2 separate regions of the Mus musculus genome follow, and region 2 is linked to region 1. Evidence: chromatin contacts called from public promoter capture Hi-C data. All regions are on one chromosome and are shown on one strand. Each heading gives the region's core, a stretch centred on a gene start, on an enhancer-like site or on the middle of the called end of the contact. The rest is flanking DNA. Distances are from core to core; before and after follow the strand shown.

Evidence for each region. Capture Hi-C pulls out chosen DNA fragments and counts their contacts.
Region 2: a contact with region 1 is called in a promoter capture Hi-C map of pancreatic islet. The contact joins the promoter of Clic1 here to the promoter of Ehmt2 in region 1. A contact is called at or near these places in 14 of 39 promoter capture datasets (the 3T3-L1 cell line, the C10 cell line, the HPC-7 cell line and 9 more), 2 of 484 Hi-C or Micro-C datasets (both in embryonic stem cells), 7 of 115 datasets of contacts at active chromatin or transcription factors (bone marrow-derived dendritic cells, bone marrow-derived macrophages, effector CD8 T cells and 4 more) and 3 of 9 other capture datasets (adipose tissue, liver and pancreatic islet).

What each region holds. Positions count from the first base shown.
Region 1 is chr17:34,897,365-34,901,252 of GRCm38.p6, forward strand. It overlaps Ehmt2 (euchromatic histone lysine N-methyltransferase 2), which reads left to right and starts at 1,606. Exons shown (of 27, transcript NM_145830.3): 1 at 1,606-1,889; 2 at 1,996-2,202; 3 at 2,296-2,552. The coding sequence starts at 1,610.
Region 2 is chr17:35,048,207-35,052,094 of GRCm38.p6, forward strand. Clic1 (chloride intracellular channel 1) reads left to right here and starts at 2,037. Exons shown (of 6, transcript NM_033444.2): 1 at 2,037-2,280. The coding sequence starts at 2,242. Gm23421 (a small nuclear RNA gene) reads left to right here and starts at 1,012; the gene lies at 1,012-1,115.

The DNA.
Region 1 (3,888 bases), core at 356-2,855:
ATAAAAATAAACAAAAAAAACAAACAAAAACATTTTTTCTTTATATTCTGGCAATTGCATGTGTGTGACTACCCACCATAGATTCTCCCAGCGCTAACAATTGTAGTCCCATGCCAAAAGGAGCCTCAAGCAGAGACTCGGAACACGCCCTAAACACTTAGGCAGAAACCTTATCACACAGTGATTGGCAACCCTGGTGCTGGCATAAACCATGCGGGGTTTGGTGGCAGTGCAAGCCATGGGCCACAGGTGACCAGTGAACCCACAGAGATGGCAAAAGGGCATCTGTTGCATATTTTTGCTCAAGTTTTAAGGAAAGTTGAAATACCAGCTAAACTTATAGTTGATTACCTAGAAGACTACAATTCCCAGAAAGCTCTGAAAAGTTTTTAATCCAAAGAGGACTACAGTTCCCATAAGATGCCGAATTGGCCTTGGGCCCAGTAACATAAGTACCTGTCTGTCCAATATTGTGTGAGCAACCATACAGGCATTTTCAAGCTTTGGCTAGGACTTAATGCCTGGAGGGGGATGGTGCCCTCGATAGTGTTCAGGGTTGTATACTTGCTGTGTCTACCATCATACTTAAGCTGTCTGCTGGACCATGACCCCCCCCCTCCATGGAGAAGTATTTGGGCAGAAATAGTTACTGTCAATAGATTGAGGTCTCCGCTGCATTCAGTTGACATATCTAGTGCAACCGAAGACACTTCCCCCAGATTTCCAAAAGCACACTGACCCAGAAGTAAAGGTGTCTTCCGTGAGTCTCTGTCGCCCCTTCTTGTGCACTAAAGTTCAAAACTGATATAGTCCCAGCCTTCTATCTGGCGGCTCAGAACGGGAAAGGCACACGCGGCAGCTGCAAAGGCTCAGGCTACACGTGTTCCCAAAACCGGGCGGGGACAGGGAAGCCACAGCCCAGTCGAGCCTCACCCTTGCTCCCGGCGGAGCCCAGGCTAGGAGCGAACGCCCTCTCCCCTACAGGCCCCAGTTCTGGACCTCCAGGGCCATTCTGGGGGGCAAAAATGGCCAAGAGGCCCGCAGCGGCTCCTTTAAGGCGTCTTCTCGCCCTCCCTCCTTGTCCACGTGACCCGGGGCGGCCGCGCGCCGGCTCGGCCCCCCGCGCAAGCGGCGATGGCGGCGGCGGCGGGAGCTGCTGCGGCGGCGGCCGCCGAGGTGCGGAAGGGGAGGGGGAGAGGCGGGTGCATGCCCGCGCGCGCGCCCGGGGGAAGCGCGCGCTCGTGCAATGCTCCGGGGGTGCAACGGGGCCGGGGGGCCCGAGCCGAACTTACAGCAAACCAGGGGGCCAACACCGGGGGCGGATGAGGGGACCAGGGGGTGGGAGGTGGGGGGAGTGGGCGCCGAGTCGCACGTGCCGCCGCCCGCTGCCCCTGCGTGGGCGGTGGGCACCGCGACCCCGGGAGCCCGCGCGAGGGGCGCGAGGGGCCGTCCGCCGGGCTGGGGCGCAGCGGGCGTTGCAGGGGTTGGTGGCCGGGGTCCCCGCGGCCTGGGGGACAAAGGGGGAGCGGCGCGTGCAGCCGGGAGGAGGGGGCGGGGCCGGGGCGCGGAGGCCCCGCCCCCTCCCCCTCCTCTGCTCCCGGCCCCAGAGATGCGGGGTCTGCCGAGAGGGAGGGGGCTGATGCGGGCCCGGGGGCGGGGGCGTGCGGCCCCCACGGGCGGCCGCGGCCGCGGTCGGGGGGGCGCCCACCGAGGGCGAGGTAGGCCCCGAAGCCTGCTCTCGCTGCCCAGGGCCCAGGCGTCTTGGGCCCCCCAGCTGCCTGCCGGGCTGACCGGCCCCCCGGTTCCTTGTCTCCCCTCCCAGGGGGAGGCCCCCGCTGAGATGGGGGCGCTGCTGCTGGAGAAGGAGCCCCGAGGAGCCGCCGAGAGAGGTGAGTGCAGCAGGAGCAGGCCCGACCGGACCTCCACCCTCCCCACCCCCAACACGGGATCCCGGGAGCTTTCAGCCCTGAACTTTTTCTTTTCCCCTCCCGACAGTTCATAGCTCTTTGGGGGACACCCCTCAGAGTGAGGAGACCCTTCCCAAGGCCAACCCCGACTCCTTGGAGCCTGCCGGCCCCTCCTCTCCGGCCTCTGTCACTGTCACCGTCGGCGATGAGGGGGCTGACACCCCTGTCGGGGCCGCATCACTCATCGGGGACGAACCCGAGAGCCTGGAGGGAGATGGGGGTCGCATCGTGCTGGGTGAGAGACTGGGGAGTGAGGGAGACGGGGCGCAGAGGGGCTTTCTGCATGCCTGCTCACCCTGCACCCCCTTTCTGCCTGCCTCTTTTCTAGGCCATGCCACAAAGTCGTTCCCCTCTTCCCCCAGCAAGGGGGGTGCCTGTCCCAGTCGGGCCAAAATGTCAATGACAGGGGCAGGAAAGTCGCCCCCCTCGGTCCAGAGTTTGGCCATGAGGCTGTTGAGCATGCCCGGGGCCCAGGGAGCTGCAACTGCTGGGCCTGAACCCTCTCCGGCAACAACTGCCGCCCAGGAGGGGCAGCCCAAAGTGCACCGAGCCCGGAAAACCATGTCCAAACCTAGCAACGGACAGGTGAGAGTGTGGAAGTTGGGGTGGAGAGACTTGGGGAGTCTCTGGGTCGGATTTTTTGTTTTGTTTTGTTTTTGTTGGTGGTTTGTTCTTTTGGGTTTTTTTTTTTTTTTTTTTCCTTCTTCCGGGATTTAGCCTTAGACCTCTTGTATTCAGATTTTTTTTTTCGAATTTACCAATAGGCTACCAAGTGTCAGCTGTTGGGCTGGGCCTCTGTGAGCAGAGTAATTGTCGGCTTCCTGGAGTTTGTGTTCTTTGGGGAGGGGTGGTCAGCAGAGGAGACTGACAGATGTAGAATTAATTATATAGTTATTGTCCTAATTACACAAATGACTGGGCAGGATCAGCCTTCCCAAGTTTGTGTTTTTTTTGTTTTGTTTTTTGCCTCTGAACAAATGCTTAGGGAGGTTGGTTTGTTCGTTTGTTTGTTTGTTTGTTTGTTTGTTTTTCAAATCCCTACTTTGAGACCAGTCTCAAACCAGATAAAGTTTTTACTGGGAACTCTTCCCTGGGAAGGCCACATAATGACAGAATGTGGGCGGAGGCGTGTGTGTGTGTGTGTGTGTGTGTGTGTGTGACAAGAACCTGGAAATCAAAATTATGTCAAGGTTTTAAGGGCTCTTGATTCAGCTTAAGTATGGCTTGTGTAGCCTTCCTCTGGGTCTTGTTTCGTTTATTTTGTTGTTTGTTTTGAGCTTTATTTTGTTTTGAGAGAGTAGTTTTTGTTTTTTGTTGTTTTGTGTGTGTGTGTGTGTGTAACAGGGTCTCACTGTGTAGCCCTGGCTGGCTGGCTGTGTAGACCAGGCTGGCCTTTAACTCACAGAGATCTACCTTTTTCTGTCTCCTACATCCTGGGGCTGAAGGTGTACACACATGCCTTTTATTTATAATCTTTTTTTTAAAAAAGATTTATTTATTTATTTTATGTATATGAATATACTGTAACTGTCTTCAGACACACCAGAAGAGGGAATCAGATCCCATTACAGATGGTTGTGAGCCACACCATGTGGTTGCTGGGATTTGAACTCAAGACCTCTGGAAGAGCAGTCAGTGCTCTTAACTGCTGAGCCATATCTCTGGCCCTTGTTTTATTTCCTCTTTTTGAGATGGTCTCATGTAGACTGAACTTGCTATGATCCACCCCACCCAGCTTCTACATTTAATTTTTTTCTTTCTTTTTTTTTTTCTTTACTCTTTCTTTTTTTAAAAACTTTTAAGCTTCTGGGTGTTTTACCTGCACATATGTCTGTGTACCACCTTGTGTGTCTGGTGCCCTTCAAGTCAAGGGGGCAGTAGACCTTGAGTTTGAAGGGGTTGTGAGCATCTTGTCAGTGCT
Region 2 (3,888 bases), core at 787-3,286, 150 kb after region 1:
CCAAACCTGTTTGAATCTAAAGTTTCTCCCAGCGATCTAACTGTGAGCAGATTGCCCGCTGGCCACTTGCTGACCAGAGGGAAAAAAGGAGGTGTCTGGGAAATAAGGCTTCATGGAAGCCATCTCTCTTATCAGTGGGAAGAGGCTCTGGTGCAGATCTCAAGGGTCAGCATAGAGGGAACATTCTTAGGACTCAGCTGGGGCTCACGCATGAGTCAGTCTACAACTGTCTGCAACGCTGTAGTTCAAAAGCCCAAACACCAAGTATATTCTGCCTTCCTGGGGAGGAGAGAGATAAGCCAGCCCCCCCCCCCGCCCCCCGCGCCCCAGGGAGGAGAAAGCTCTCAGAAGAGGAAGCACAAGAGGAAACCACTAACTAACTGCTGTTCCAGCAAACATGCATCAATTCACCTCAGCCCTCCCTGCCTCTTTCAGTTTCCAGCCCAGTCTTTCCTCTCTGTCTTTCCAAGTCCAGAATATTTTCTTCAAATATGTCTGTATATGTGTGTGTGTGTGTGTGTTAGACTGAGAAGAAAAGAAAGCTAGTCGATAGTAGAGAAATTTAGAGTGTGGAGGTTAGATATTGGCAGACATATTTTAGGTTTTTTTGTTTTTTGTTTTGTTTTTGTTTTTTGTTTTTTCGAGACAGGGTTTCTCTGTATAGCCCTGGCTGTCCTGGAACTTACTTTGTAGACCAGGCTGGCCTCGAACTCAGAAATCTGCCTGCCTCTGCCTCCTGAGTGCTGGGATTAAAGGTGTGCACCACTATGCCTGGTTTTGTTTTTGTTTTTAAAAAAGGTAGAAGTAGTAGGCAGGGCAGTGGTGGCGCATGCCTGTAATCCCAGCACCTGGGAGGCAGAGGTAGTCGGATTTCTGAATTTGAGGCCAGCCTGGTCTACAGAGTGAGTTCCAGGACAGCCTCAACCACACAGAGAAACCCTGTCACTAAAAACCAAAATACACAAACACACACACACACACACACACACACACACACACACACGAGTAGTAGAGCTCTCTTCAGTAGCACTCACACTAAAATTGGAAAGATACAGAGATTAGCATGGCCCCTGCGGAAGGATGTCACGCAAATTTGTAAGGCATTCCATATTTTTATTTGCCTGTGCTTTATCTAAAATCATTTGTATAGGTGGGTAATTAAAAGATACTGAAGTGAAAAAAAATAGGTAGTAAAGTTCTATCTTTATACTAAAGTTAGACCCTCCAGAATCAGGCCTCCCAGGGAAAGTGACACCCCCCCCCCCGTCTTATTTACTTAGATGTCCCCCAAGACTCTGCTCACACTGACCTGTCTGACCTTTCCTTTTTTTCTTCCCGTGATAGAACCAGTCGCTACCCCACCCACCCCAGGATGAGCCCAGTGCTATCCTAGAACCAGGATAAGTCTCCAAGGCAACATTCACCATTGAGAGGAGGGTAAGGGGCCCGGGTTGGGGAAAGTCTAAGCTTGGCCAGGCTTCCAGAGGACCGCCCCCTGCCGTGAAGCCTGGGCTCAGCTTCCTGTTTCCCCTGCATCAGGCCTCCTGGCCTCTGGCGGCCTGTGTCTTGGAGTGCCCTTTGCCAATCTGTAGTCCTCAGCTCACTATCTCCTTCCCGATCCCCCTCCACACACGCAGAGCACAGTCCCAGCAAACCAGAAGACTGACTGGATAACTGAAAACAAAACAAAACAAAACAAAACGCAGAACCCTTGCATCCTCAAACTCCCTTTCTGCACCTCCGTGGTCACTTCGCTAGTGTCAAGCTTCCCTGTTTGATAGTGGCCACCCTTCTCATTAACGAAGCGAGGAAACTGAGGCACGAAAATGCTGCTGTGTTTAGGAGAGGTCAGGGAATCGAGGAAGCCCCCGGACTTCCCTTCTAACACCTTATCCCTGGGATCCCGAGACCTCTGACTTCAGTCCCGGACCCACTCCCACGATCCCCGTGTCCCCTCCCCTCATGTCCCCTCCCCAGGTCCAGGGCGGGGCCGGCCGGTGAGTCAGCTGCTCCCTGAGCTAAACAGGAGGGACCGAGGTGGAGCAGCTGGGTGTGGGGTGCACTGGGCCTGTGGGGAAGCCGTGTTGGAGCGAACTAAAGGGTCTGATCGGACTTGGGTTGCGCCGAAGGGACAGCCCTGAGTCTGGAGGAGAGAATCCCGGACCGTGAGACCCGCCTTCCCTTGCCCCGGCCCCTCCCAGTTCCCCCAGCGACGGCTGCTTCCTGGTCCCCGACGCAACCATGGCTGAAGAACAACCTCAGGTCGAACTGTTCGTGAAGGTAAGAACACTTTCTCTTTCTTTGGCCACTCTCAGGATTTCTGCAAGTCAGTCCTCCCCTCTCCTGGGCTCCAGCTCAAACTCCCCAACCCCTTCCTAGTTGACCCCACTCCCAGCCCCGGTGCTGTTTTGCTGGGGGCAGGGTGGGCGGGCAGACACGACTTGTGAGACGGTAATGGGAGTGCTAGACTCGCCCTGGGAAGTTTATAGAAGAGGTTTCCAGCAGCCTAAAGGGGAGAAAGGTAAAGTTTCAGGAATGAGAGAGTGAATGGGGTTCGGTGCGGGATCCAGGGGGATCCAGACAAGAGAAGGACCGAGAAAGGGACAGTGGTGGGGTTCGAGAAGGTCAGGAGAGTTGGCTACGACGTGTGGCCCTATGAAAGAAAGAGAAAAATGAAAGATGGGGCAGAGAGAACGTGGGGAGAGAGCGAGAAAGAGGGAGGGAGAGAGGGAGAAAAAGAGGAGAGGAGAGGAGAGGAGAGGAGAGGAGAGGAGAGGAGAGGAGAGGAGAGGAGAGGAGAGGAGAGGAGAGGAGAGGAGAGGAGAGGAGAGGAGAGAGAGAGAGAGAGAGAGAGAGAGAGAGAGAGAGAGAGAGAATGAATAAGAATCTGGTAGGGTTGAAGGATGAGTGTGTCGCATGGTGGAAGGAAAGAGCCTTCACGAAGAAGCAGCACAATCAGTGGCTGAGATGACTATCCCCCAGCTGAGGCAGGAAGGAGATTAAAGTTTAGCAGTAGTTACTTATGAAGAGAGGAGAGGAGAGCTCCAAAGGGGACAGGAGACTCCTTGGGTTAGATGTAAATGCCGGGCTGATACCGGGCTGGAAGAAAAAGCCCCCTCCCCCTGAGCCCTCCCCCTTTACACTATCCTCTCTGTGGGTGTGGTCAAGGCAAGCTGGTGCTAGGCTTTTGGCTTTTGGGTTCGGAAACCGCTGGCTGCCGCGCTCCTCCTCTGCCCAGGCCTGTCCCCTCCGGCACCACCCTTCCCCATACCCCCGTGCACGTCCCTTCCTCTCCGGGCAGGTCCTCTCCCAGTGAGCACATTCGCACTCGTTTTTTGCTTCTCGGCCTCTCTTGGCATTCCTTTCGTTCTTCCCGTCTGTGTGTCGGTGTTCTGTTTTTCTCTATCTTTTTTTTCTGGGTTTTCTCTGGCTGCCTTTCCCAGTTTCTTGGCCCAGGGAAGTGAACTGGAGCCTGGGTCCGCCCCTTAGGTGTGGTCCCCACCTCACACTCGCCTCCAGGGGCTATTTTTACCCTGGGCGAGGAGATGCTGTAGAGATCCTGGCCCTTTGTCCTGTGACGAGGATCTTAGAGGACCAGAGGACATGAGTGAGGGTTTGGGGAACTGTAGGAGTGGCGGCAGCTGCCTAGGCCTCTGTGTGTATAGGTCCCTGCCCCCACTTCCTTGCCAGGAAGGAAGCTGCTGAGGCCTGAAGACACAGAAATGAATCACCCTCAGTCTAGGGGGAGGTGTCCCTTGGGGGATGAGGTCACCTGCATCCAATTAGAGAGTTGCCCCCTTTGTTAGGTCCTCCATATCTCTAAGTTGAGATTAGGTCCTCTGCCTGCCAGGCCCAGCTTCCAGAAACAGCTTAGATAGAGGCTTAGTG